Regions from separate parts of the Anas platyrhynchos genome. Here region 1 is linked to region 2. Evidence: chromatin contacts called from public Hi-C data. All regions are on one chromosome and are shown on one strand. The core of a region is the stretch at or near the end of the contact, and the rest is flanking DNA. Distances in the headings are between cores, read along the strand shown.

The links. Hi-C and Micro-C count contacts between places; a contact is called where the count stands out from the background.
Region 1: a Hi-C map of liver shows a contact between it and region 2, with 2.3 times the contacts expected there. The contact joins two enhancer-like sites. A contact is called at or near these places in 2 of 8 Hi-C or Micro-C datasets (liver and subcutaneous adipose tissue).

The regions. Positions count from the first base shown.
Region 1 is chr1:79,265,703-79,271,667 of IASCAAS_PekinDuck_T2T, forward strand. It overlaps CCND2 (cyclin D2), which reads left to right. Exons shown (of 7, transcript XR_003494950.3): 2 at 1,040-1,260; 3 at 2,764-2,979; 4 at 5,650-5,809. Among named protein-coding and RNA genes, the nearest start is that of CCND2, 3.2 kb to the left of the region's middle. Within about 2 kb of position 3,514, at least 4 of the 8 cell types and tissues checked have an H3K27ac peak or open chromatin away from gene starts, as enhancers often do.
Region 2 is chr1:79,143,737-79,150,278 of IASCAAS_PekinDuck_T2T, forward strand. No RefSeq gene overlaps it. Among named protein-coding and RNA genes, the nearest start is that of NDUFA9, 50 kb to the left of the region's middle. Within about 2 kb of position 5,210, at least 2 of the 8 cell types and tissues checked have an H3K27ac peak or open chromatin away from gene starts, as enhancers often do.

The DNA of each region.
Region 1 (5,965 bases), core at 2,264-4,763, 120 kb after region 2:
CCGGGCTGGGGCAGGGGGCTCCCACCGGGGGCAGCGGGGCTGCAGCCGCGGGCGCCGACGGCGGGGCCCGGGCAGCGCCTTGCCGGGGGGGGAGCCCTCGGTGCGGGGCTCCCGCTGCCCCCAGCCGGCCCCCGGACCCCCCCGCGCCGTTTCCTAGAAAGTTGCGGCCGTGCGCTGCTGAAGCACTTCGCCTGCTCGCAAGGCGTGCAGACCGGAGGAAGTGGCGGAGGGATTGTTGCTAGATTGCACCCTGAAAGCGTTGCCGAGCGCTCACCCCTCCAGCACCCTCGGCATATCTTACTTTATTTCATTCTTTTTCATTTTTTTTATTTAATATATATTTTTGCCTTTTTTTTTTTTTTTTCTTCGGGTTTGCTCTTAGGCTGGAGCTATCAGGGAGCTCTGCACGCTCCCCCCCCGGCTCAGATTAAAGGGGGGTACCGGAGGAGGGGGGGGGGAGCGGGTCAAGGGCTCGAGGGGGGGGACACGGGACGTGCATGTGGCGCGCCACCAAGCAGGGGCATTTCGTCCTTAGCCCTCGCAGCCCCGGTGGGTGCCGAGGGGGAGCCCGTAAGCCCCTTGCGGCCAGAAAAGGGGGGGAAATAGACGAAAGGCAGGCTCCCCGCGGGAGGAAAAGTGCGGAGCGGATTTCGTTCGGTCGCTGTAAGGGAGAAAAGAGAAGCTGTCATTTGTGTGTGTGTGTCCCTATACGAGGGCCTCCTGGTTCCTTGTTAGCTTATAGAGAGGAAAAAAAAAAAAAAAAAAAGCGCGTTTGATGTTACGTCTGACCAGCTGCTGTTCTCCATAATAACAAGAGAGAGAACTGCCTGCCCTGGCGAGTTGCGTCACTTTGCTTCAACTTTAAGCTAGAAATCGAGAGAGGGAGAGACGAGTTTCAAGGGAGGCAGGATCGAGCTGGAAAGCCCTGCCGTCTTCCTCCCACCCACCTACCCCTCCTCCTTTACCCCTCTCCTTTCCCCACCCCCTTCCCCCCCCCCCCAAAAAAAAAAAAAAAAAAAAAAAAAAACTTTTCCATCAGAGAAAGAGGGAGATCTCTTTGGAAACATGGAGCTGCTGTGCTGCGAGGTGGATCCCATGAGGAGAGCTCTGCCTGACCCAAACTTGCTCTACGACGACCGCGTTTTGCACAACTTACTAACCATCGAGGAGAGGTATCTGCCCCAGTGCTCCTACTTCAAGTGCGTCCAGAAGGACATCCAGCCCTTCATGAGGAGGATGGTGGCCACTTGGATGCTGGAGGTTCGTATTTGCTGGCCACCCCGGCCCCACTGAGCCCCCTGCCCGCGGGGGGCTGGGGCGCAGCGCCCCTGCCTCACTGCCCCTCTCCTCCTGCAGCCTGTCGCCCCCCCGGTCACCGTGGGTTTGGGGTTGGTTTTTTTTTTGGGGGGGGGGGGGGAGGGTTCTTTTTCTTTTTTTTTTTTCTTCTTTCCTCGGTGCGGTGGGGGAAGGGGCGCGGGGAGCATCTCGCAGACTGCCCTGGCAGTCGCCCTGCCGGGGGGCTGCCGCTTCTGCAAAGCGGGGTGCAGCGAGGGGAGGAAGTGGGGGGGAGCTGGGCAAGTCATTTGCAAGTAAAAAGAAAAGAAAAGCCGCCTCCGGCTGCAGGGCGGCTGGAGCGCGGCTGGAGCGCCTGAGATTGTGGCTTTTCTGGGAAAAGGAGCTGCGCCTGGGGCAGGGCGAGGGGCGGGGGGTGACCGGTGCCCCCCACGTTTTGCCCAGCGAGGATTTCATGCCCACGTATGCAGCGGTTAGGACGTGCCTTTTTTCGCCATGTTGAGCTGCGTGCAGCTGCTCGGAGGCGCTGAGCCCGTCTTCACCCTTCTTTCCAAGAAGGGGCTCCGGGGGGGCCCCGCGCCGCTGCACCCCCTCCCCCCCAAATGCAGCCAGGGGCTGCAGGGAAGCCCGAGCAGGCGGCGGACACCTCCTGCACCCCGATCCTTAGCATGGGGCGGCAGCGGGCCCGCAGCCCCGCAGGCTTGACTGCCTTGCCCTAGCTCCTACCATCATCATTTGCCCACTTCGGATCTCCTTTGGGGGGGACTTTTCCCAGACAAATCCCCCCGGGTTGGAAAGAGCAGACCCTCCGCTTGATTTTCATGTGCGATTTGTGCGGTTTCTCCGCAGCGCTGATTTTTAGTAAATTTTTGAAATAATTTTCTCGCTTGCTCCTGCTCTAAGGATTCAGGCTGCTCGGGCTCTCCCCACCCCACCTCGCCCTCGCTGTGTCTCCCGTCCTTCCCCCCCGCACCGGATCAGGGGCGCAGAACTGGGGGATGCCCCCCGGGGGAATTTTTGCAATTGTCGGAAACGATAGGGGACCGCCCCGGGATGCCACTGGCACCAAAACCGGGACCTCCAGGGGTGTTTTGATATTTTTATCGATTTTTTGAAAATATGACGAAATCAAAAAAAAAAAAAGAAGAATTGGGTCGCAAAAAAAAAAAGTCGGAGGCTGCTCATTGCTGCTGGATGGGGCTTTTCGGCTCTCCCACACAGTGTCTTGAATTCATTTCTTACTGAATGAACTAAAGGAATGTGAAAGCCGATTGACAGCCTTCCCAGCCTCTCCAGAGATCTCCCCCTCCCCCAAAATTTAGCTCCCCGGGAAACAAAAATAGCAGGAGCTGCAGCGCACAGGCAGTGGTGTGTTTTGTGGGGTCACTCGTTTATTCATTTTTTTATTTCTTGTCTCTTTCTCTGCCCCCCACCCTCCCATCCTCCCCTCCCCACTCTCCTTGCTTGCAGGTCTGTGAAGAGCAGAAGTGTGAAGAAGAAGTTTTCCCTCTGGCAATGAATTACTTGGACAGATTCTTAGCTGTGGTGCCCACTCGAAAGTGCCATCTGCAACTGCTGGGGGCAGTGTGCATGTTCCTGGCCTCCAAGCTGAAAGAGACAATCCCCCTCACAGCAGAGAAGCTGTGCATATATACGGACAATTCCATCAAACCCCAAGAGCTGCTGGTAAGCAGCCCCCTTCCACCTTCAGCACGCCCATCCTCTGCATCAGCTCTTGCGCTGACAGCTGTCCCCTTCCCTCTCCCTCTCTTCCACAGCCAGCCACCACTTTTGCCACCCTCCCCCCACGCTCCCCCCTTTTTAAAATCATGCTTTCCACTTTTTTTTTCTTTTTTTTTTTTTTTTTTCCTTCACACGCTCTCCTGAATTGTCAAAAGTGCTTAGAGCCACCCGTGTGATGGAGCGGGGCCGCCCCGATCCTGCGGGTGCACTGCGCCCCCGGGGCTGGGGGCTGCTGGCGGTGGCAGCGGTGGTGGGGGGGGTCCCGGGCTCCCCTCCTTGCAGCTTCTGCCCCCACCCCTGGCACACCCCCCGTGCAGTTCCCTGCGGCTGCCCGGCTGCTGCTCCTGCTGCTCCCGCATTTCCCCGGGGGAGCCCCGGCCCCACGCGTGTGCTTGCCCCGCGGCGGGGGCGCTGCTGCGGGCGGCCCGGCTCGGCGCGGCGCGGCGCTGCGGCTCCACCTGGCGGCAGACACGCGGAGCCGGGCATGACTTCACCCCTTGAACCGCTGCCAGGCGGCCCCAGGGAGGGAGCGGGGAGGGAGAGCAAGGAGCGGGGGCAGCCGGATTTGGGGCCCCGTGGCCGTCCTCGCCCGGTGGTGCAGTGGCGGGGCGCTGCGCCCAGCTGCGGGGCTTGCTTGGCTGCAAGTGGCGGGGTGCCGGTGGGCAAGGTTGGGGTGCCGGCTGCTGTGCGGCTGATGAACGGCGGGGTTGGTTCGTGCAGGGGGTTCTCGGCAAGGCAGGTGATGGAGGGGGAGTTCGACCCACGAGGGAAAGGGTTTTGGCGTTGGGGGGTTCAAAGCAGACACTGGGAAAGCAGAAACTGAAGGAATCAGGGTTATTCAGGGGAATGCTTAATATGTGCAGAGTGGCATAGAGCGGGAGTTTGGAGCAGATGATCTCGGAGGTCTTTTCCAAGTGTAACGACTCTGTTCAGCCTGTCAGTGGGATGCACGCTCAGCCGGATAGCTTCATTCGCACAGACCCTGGTGGATGTGCATAGCTAGCTGAATCCCACGAGAATTTCTCCTATGAATCACTGGGTGAAGCCAGTGGGAATTCCCCCTGGGGAGGGGCCAGGAGCTCGTGCTTCTGCAGAATAAAGAGCTCTGCACTGCAAACCCTGCCATGGCTGTCACAGGCATTAGGTGTCCCACAGGTGGCACTGGCTGTTGCAGGAAGCGCTGTGGACCCTGTGCAAGAAGAGGGAGCACAATGTACCTCCCTCTTCTTGTCACGTCCATTTAACCTTGCGTTCCCTCTACCCAGTCTTCCAGATCACACCATTATGTGCTTTTCTGGATCAGAATCTATTTTGTTGGGAAGATCAGACCTTAGTTAACGTAATTGCCATTTTGTTAAAACACCTTATTTTTATTATTTTTTTGGGGGGAGGGAGGGAGGGAAGAAAAGAAGCATCTGTTTTTTGGGCCCTGTAGGGGGTAGGTACGTGAATGTGAGATTTCCAAGCTATGGAGGGCTCTGTCATAATCCAGTAGGAATGTCTGTAGGAAAGTAACTTGCTGTTAGAGCAGACATCTATTCAGAGAAACAACTGCAGAAATGGCGTTGTGGGGTCCATGTTTATGGTTTCTCAGCAACACTGGTTGACGTTTCCTGGGCTGCAAAATTAAAGGACGTTTTTTTTGACTTGCCAGCTCTACAAACTTAGCTGGGGCTTCCCGCCACGCTGGGCTCCATCAGGCTAACGCATCATCAGGACTCAAGAATCAGTGCATGGAATTTAGTTAATAGCTAATGGTTGATGCATGAGACAGAAATGAGTCCAAGGCCTGAGTTTTGTCTGCTCTGCGGGGCACTGTAAGGTATTCAAAACTCATTTTAAATGTTTAAGTATGCAAACCTAGCCCCACAGTCAGATCTGTTGATGAGGTGCCGTTCCTGTGTGTCATCACATTGCGGGGAATGGCCAGTAGTTACATAGGCGCCCGAGTTTTCCTTTGATTTCACTGGGAGTTTTGGGCGTGCAAAGAATGTGGGACTGGATCCTACATGATTTATTGGCATATAATTTACACAGGCTACTTCTTGGCTGTGTTATGTGCATTTCCTTTCTGCAAAGCCTGTCTCAGAGTAGTTTAAGCACCATCAGATTTATCTGCAGGAGCTTTTGAATGCAGTTTTGGAGAGAGTGCCATCAAATGAACTTCCCCTGTTTTGAAAAAGAATGTATATCTAGGTTATTTTTGTGTGTGGTTATCTCGAGGGCTTTAAATGGCTATAAAGTAAGGACTACAGCCATTTAAAAGAAGTTACTAGGAAAGGACCACAATGACCTTGGCAATATCTAATTGCAGGCTAAACTTTCTGGGTGGGCATTCAACACTGGATACAAAAAAAGTAAAATCTTGGCAGGAGCTGCCAGGTCTCATTATTTTCAGCAGCGCTTGACATTTCCAGTGGTTTAAAAAAAAAAAAAAAGAATAAAAAGAAAAAAAGCCAACAACTTCAAAGCAGTAGGGGCATACTGAAAAAAAATTGTTTGATCAGAACCAATTTAGCAGTGATATAATTACAATCAGATAAATAAGTGAAGTGTTTTCTTCAGACTTGATTATGGCTTTTCTTCTCTTCTTCCCCCCACAAACTCTTGCAGGAATGGGAGCTCGTGGTGCTGGGGAAGTTGAAGTGGAACCTCGCAGCAGTCACCCCGCATGACTTCATTGAACACATTCTACGGAAGCTGCCTCTACCTAAAGACAAGTTGCTTTTGATCCGGAAGCATGCACAAACCTTCATTGCCCTTTGTGCCACAGGTACGCCAAGGTGCCCTGGATATGTCTGCTTGAGATGTGATGGGAAGATTAATCGCTGGTGGCACGAAAGCTTTTCATCCCCTCCGTCCTTAGTACGGTGTGGGAAGAGCTGTTCAAGCCAGTGGGACTTTTGCAAAAGGAGTTGTGCATCAGGTC
Region 2 (6,542 bases), core at 3,960-6,459:
CCAACTTCTAACCTACAGCTCTAGTTACTCGTCCTGGGTTACAAGCAGCTGAATGCACAAGGCAGGTAGAACAATGTGTTATGGGCACAGCCAAACAGAAGTACAGCATTTCTCTCTGTGGGAAAGGCCTGGGCTTTCTTATCATCACTGGAAAGCTGACTGAGAAATAAATCTAGACTTCAGGGAGATACTCATGTAAGAATACTATCTATCTATGTGCATAAATAAATGTGATATGATCTCTAAAATGAGATGTGATCTATTGAATAGGATGTGATATATAAAAAACATGTTACTAGAAATAATATAATTAATAGAATGTGAGAACTTCCAATTATAAAGTTTCTTGAGTGACCTGAAACAAAAATAACACTCCATTCTACTTCACCACTACCCACTAGCAATCACATCACAGTGAACCCTCTCAGATAAGGGATACAGGGGAGGAATATGCTGGCCTGGATGCCCCCCAGGCCCATGGCAGCTGGGGAGGTGACACTAGAACCTCTCAGCTGTAGAGACCAAGTTTCATTTTGCTGCCCTAAGGATGAAGGGCTCACTTTTTGTGTCCATGGCTAACAAATGTTGCCCCAGAAATTACTTTGTGCTGAATGACAGATGCACTTTCTCAAAAAAGTCAGTAATTTACAAAAAAAAGAAGGGGAAAGGATGTTAATCTGATCCCTGTGTGCAGTACCCTGTGTACATCAATGGGTGTTAGATACCCCGTTTCCACGCCACGTGGGTGCCTGGACCTTCCAGGATCGTTATGCTGGAGTAGAAGGGAAGGTAGAAAGGCAGGGAGCACCAATCCATCAATCAAAACACACGGCGTTAATTCTCATCACAGACCAACTTTAGAGCAGTAGAACTGGGCTCAGCTCATCTCTTGCTCCTGCTTTATGGCTAAACCTGAATCCAACCTGATGTGTTTTATTTTCCCAGACATTGTCATTTTATGTTATAATACTTCAGGCCCATTGCTCACTGTAATTACAGGTTGAATCTAGGTGTGCTATGGTCAATGGTAGATTGATGGTAGCGCTGTCAGGAAAAGCTTGTCTCTTGCAGCTTCTCCACTGATTAGGTCTCTGTTTCTGAGATCATGAATTATCTCCCTGGTAATTCAGGAGCTGTGGTGATGACATGTTTGGCTGTGCTGTTTTCCCGTTAGGCATGGAGGTATCTCTAATGTTCCTGATTGTATTAGCTTGTGCTTGAAATTGAATGCAGCCATCTAAGCATTCCTCCTCCTGTCCTAGGGGCTTGTGTATATCTGATACCCACAGCCATTTCTCTTTATTTTCTTCCTTATTCTTCTCCTAGGGTAATTTCTCAGTCACCACCTTCATACCATTTCTCTGGCAGTCTCCACCATTTAGACACATCAACTGCATTTACTCCCTTTTAATTCAGCACCTCCAGCCATACAATTGTGGTCAAATTCCCAGACCACTTACATTATGTTGTGCATTGAAGTATATTTGGGGATCAAACAAGGCCTCTAGTCAAAACCTGAAGGTTTAGAGTGTCTGCCCTCCAGGGAGGAAGCAGACTGGAGCAGTACCCCAGCTCTCCCAGCCTAGGATCACAGCTCTCACCCTCATGCCCTAGAGCTGTGTCCTGTGCCATTGAACCACTACATGCATCAGGCTTTTTCAAATTTTCTGTGTAGCAGGCAATGACAAACCTCATCTTCTTCTGAAGAATAACTGGATATTAATATGCACTCTTTACATGAGATGAAATTCTCCTCCTTCACCACCATCCTACCAAGTTTAATTTTAATTGATTAGCTGTTAGAACTGAATAAAGAAAATTGATACTTTCTGCACAAACTTGTGTTTCTAAGCACACTTAGTCTTGTTCTTCACAACTCAAAATAGTTTTTAGCAGGTCCTTTACCATCTAAAAATTCTTGTTCACATCCAACCCCATCTTTATTCAGCTGACTTTTACATCTCTTAAAGTCAGCAGTAAAATCCTGCCACTGTCTTTCATGGCCTTTTGTAGGTTTATTCTCTTACTTATCCTTTCCTCCCCAAAAGCGGATTCTTACCATATCTTTCTAATACATCTTTCTCTTTCTCTCTTACAATGGTACCTGTGCAATTTGCTCCAAGGAGAAGCAGATTTCTGAATCCACCACAGTGATTCATCTCTATCATTGCAAGACTCTCCTTAAAGGGAAATGTCCTTGGTTCTTCCCACGGAAAGCTTTCCTACCATGGGGCAACATTTGGAAGTCTCCAGAAACTCATCTCTGTGCTCTATAATCTACATCTTAACACATGCTTGTGAAGCTACCTACTTCAATAGCAAATTATCTTTTTGGAAAGGAATCCATTGGGGTTGGGGGGAGGCAGTCAATGGCATTGTTTGCTAAATTTTCCCTCCGGCCATGGCAGCCCAGGGAGTGGCTTGTACTAAACCACAGCCCACACGAACATTTGGCAGCAATCCTCTGGATTTACAGGATTCCTTCTAGATTTCTTCTTGCTGTTCAAACACCCTTCAGAGTATGTCACTGTGGGCCTCCTTAGTTCTTTAAGACTATTTATAGTGTTAAGAATAACTCTACGTAGACACAGAACTGCATTCAACCACATGGCAATAGGCAACAAAACTACTCTCTCTTTGGAAATGAGAGCAGTTTGTGAGTCTACTGAAGTTTAACGCTGCTGAGCAGACAGGAGACATCCAGGGTAGACATGGCTACTATAACTCCAGGATCACTACAAGCAGTTTTCCCACTGTTGTTGTCTGGCTGCTCTGGTAGGAAGCCATTGGAAGTAGGAAGTGCACTGGGCTCAAAGAACAGTAGTGCATTAGTGTGATATGTAGTTGATGTATCAGAGAGTTGAGAACAAAGGATTTCTGGATTAATATAAACTCGTACATTGACTCCCATGACCTTGACCCTTATTACATTTTTGCCTGTGTTTACTTGCCTGTGTTATAAGCATAATATTTATCTACCTTATCCCATCACTGTAATGTTTCATTGGATAAGGTCTGCACAATGTCATGCAACTGCAAGTTATTGTAGGATGGAGGTGGGAGACAGTAAAATGCCATTGAGATCAAAGAGAACAAGTGGCCAGTCTCAGTAGTGGTAAGCTGCCAGGGTAACTGCTGATTCATGTCTGTTGAAAATCTGACCTCAATGAAACAAAGGTGAAGAGCAGCAGAAAAGGAATAAAGGAAAGCAGGATTCCTTCAAGGGAAGGAGATGACCATGTTCAGATCGAATAATAAATAAACAAACAAATAAACAATATATGTACTTACCAGAAAAATAAAAGACAACAAAAAATAAAGAAATGGAGAGGAAGAAGAAAAACCTCAAGCTTCAGAAAACTATCAGGAGATAGCATGGATAGCTCAGAAACAGAAGACATTAGAAATAGGGAAATGGTGGAAAGTAATTAGCTACAAAAGATATTTCATACTGATGATCCTTCAGAGCAGGAATTATTTTATATTGTCCTTGTATAGTGTCTTATGCAGCAGGGTCATGTTCTGATGTGGCTCTCCAATAATAACATAGTGCAAATGAAATAATAATTGTCTTCTAACATTCAGTAGCCACATCACCTAATTGTAATCACTGGCAGAATAATATTTATGGTAATTTACCTTATCTATACATGTGAGTTTTGTCCCTTAACAGCTGATTTGTCATCACAGATGCTGGGAAAGATCTTGAATGACTGCTTCATTCTCTGTTGTCCATTTAATAAGTAGACACACTAAATTTTATTATCAAATCATTAGGGAAAAAGAGTTTAAATGCCTTCAGAATGTGTATGTGACCTTCTAATTACCAGGAATCAAACTAACTACTGGACTGAAAGCATACTTGGTGCAATTGTCCCTTTAAACTTCAGGGTTTCTTGGTAGTGGTAACACTACATAAATACTGAAATAATTTTTTCCAATATTTACTAAGGTGAAAAAAAATAAGGTAATGCATTGTGGAGAGCTGCATCACTCTGGAAGTGTTTCCTTTCAATGAACATTCCAGAGACCTTACTTTCTCCTGACACTTAGACGAGATTCTGGAGTAAGGGAAAGACACATGCAGTGAGAATTCAAAAATGTTTGCCTGGTTTTAAAAAGCCCCTTATGTGTCCAAATTCAACTGTGCAATTCCACACACCACTAGCGCAATTCTATTGCATCTCCCACTGGTCTCAAATTAATCCTGACAGAAAAAGAAAAAAAAAAAGAAAAAGAACAGATTTCAGATAACATTTACCATTTCTCAAAATGCCATTCTGCATCACTCCTAAGATGAAAACAATGTGACTTAACTCAGCCACCTACGCCTATCTGCCCACAGATGTTCCAGGTATTGAGAAAAGCTATAGGGCCAAATTTATGAGGGTACTTAATCCACTAGGTGACTGCTGTTAGAAATCTGCACCTGAGTGAATCAGACTTTACTCAGGCAGTTATTCTTTAACAGTAATTCAAATGCATCAGCAGAACAAGTTGGTTTATCTTTTTGTTAGGCTTTGACCCACTGAAACAATTACACATTTCATCATTACACATTTCATCATTATTTTCAATAGTAATAGCCACAGAATATGTTGTTTTATGGCATCTTCTATTCATAGAGCTGTTCCATTGTCCAGTACCAACACCTGGAGAATGATAATTTTTCACATTACATAATTAAGAAAACTGACACCAAGCAGGATTAGATTACTGCTGTAGGATGCACAAAGTATTTAAGAGAGGTGTGGAACAGTTAAGCTTACTCATTGTAATCTCAGGCAAACTTGTCCTAAAATTCCTTCCTGTAACTCATCAAGCACCATCTTAATTAAACATCTCAGAGTTTTCTGCCACCATGCCTTCAGTGTGGCAGAGCCCAAAACTGTAAAGCATGTTTATATGTTTTTTTGTTGTTGTTGTTGTTGTTGTTGTTGTTGTTTTAAATATGGTTTGGCTTAAGCACAAAATTAAATTGTTTGGTGAGCTGGGTTTTAGGTTTCCTGCCACGTCTTTGGGAAGGGTAGGCATTCAAGCAGTACTGCCTCCACTTTGCTCAGAAATGCTGCTTCCTTGAGGTGACCTCAGTGGGAGGCATTGCTGTCCACTGGCCAGACCAGATGGCTGAAAGGCAGGAGGCACAGCAGAGCTTTGCTGAGTACCCCCAGACGTTGTTGAGTCACCCTTCACTCGCTGTGTGGATCCCTGCCAACTGGCCACCTGAACTGCTCAGGCATTTTCCTAGCCAGGCACTGCTGCCTCCTGCATCTCAGCCTTCACATACCAAGCTGTTTGCAAGCATGTGAGTAATGCATGGCATTCCTCCGGTTAGTCCTCCCAGCCCTCCCCCCCCCCCAGTTTGCTGGAACTGAACTGACACTGAAAAGCTTTTGCAGTAGGAAGAAATCCTTGGAGATCCTAGTAGAGGTTCCTTTGGTTCAGTGCTGTTAAGAACAAAGAGGCTGAGTGCTATTTCTGTTCCTGGCAGGGCCCCAGATTTGCACAAAATAAAGTAAGTCACTTAAACTTTCCATACATTTTTTTCCCTTTGGGTAAATTCGGACAAAGTATCTCACCATAGTATTGGGAATTCTGTGCTTTAATATCAGGGCAGTGCTTCAGACTTTTCTGAAGGCTGTCACTGAAACATGAGCTGCTACCCATACCATGAGTTATGGGAGACTCACATGGCTCATGGGTAGAGCACTACCTTCCCAGTACTTCTCAGAAATGATTCTGGTGCAAAAACAGTGAAAACTGAGATCAGAACTTGGTGTATCACATCTTCTCTTCCTTCTTCTGAGCCGACATTAAACAGTAGCACTCCAGATTGTTCTGTCTTGTTGCCACTGCTGGAGTTCCTGTGGTTTTTAATCTTCAAGAAATATTCCTCACTCCTCATGCAACCATGCAACTCCCAGGGTAGATATTTAGATGTATTCCAGTTACCTACATGTGCCTAAATGTCTTCAAATTCCTCTACTTCTCAATATGTCCAGGTCTCCTGAAGTCTAATCTGTTCAAGTTTACAGTACACAGGAGTCTTTGGCTAAATAAGGAACCCACGTCTGCTCACAAATCCTACTAATATGCAGCTCTCTGGTACCTGTCACAGAACTGCCCATCTCCTGCTCCTCAAATCCCCACTTGCGCATTCATATAAAGCCCCAAATTGCATTTATTTCCTTCTGCTATATCACAGTGGAAACTCGTGTCTATTTTTCTCCCTGGAGTCCCTCAGGATTGAATGCTTTTCAAGTTTCATTCTCCCACTAAATAGTTAGATTTCTGAGTATTTTCTCCCAGATGTAGGACAAGCTTCTTTTCTACTAATCATACTTCCAGCTCTTGCTGTATTCTGTTCATACCCATCACTGTGAAGTTGTATAATCTGCCAAAATTTTGATCTTCTTACTCATATCATCTAGCAATTACTTGCAGAAGTTGTTTCAGTAGCTCAAAGCTGTTTTTGCATATCCATTCTGCACTCTAAGAGGCACCAGCACAACCTTGCAGTACCGTTTATCCACACACACTCC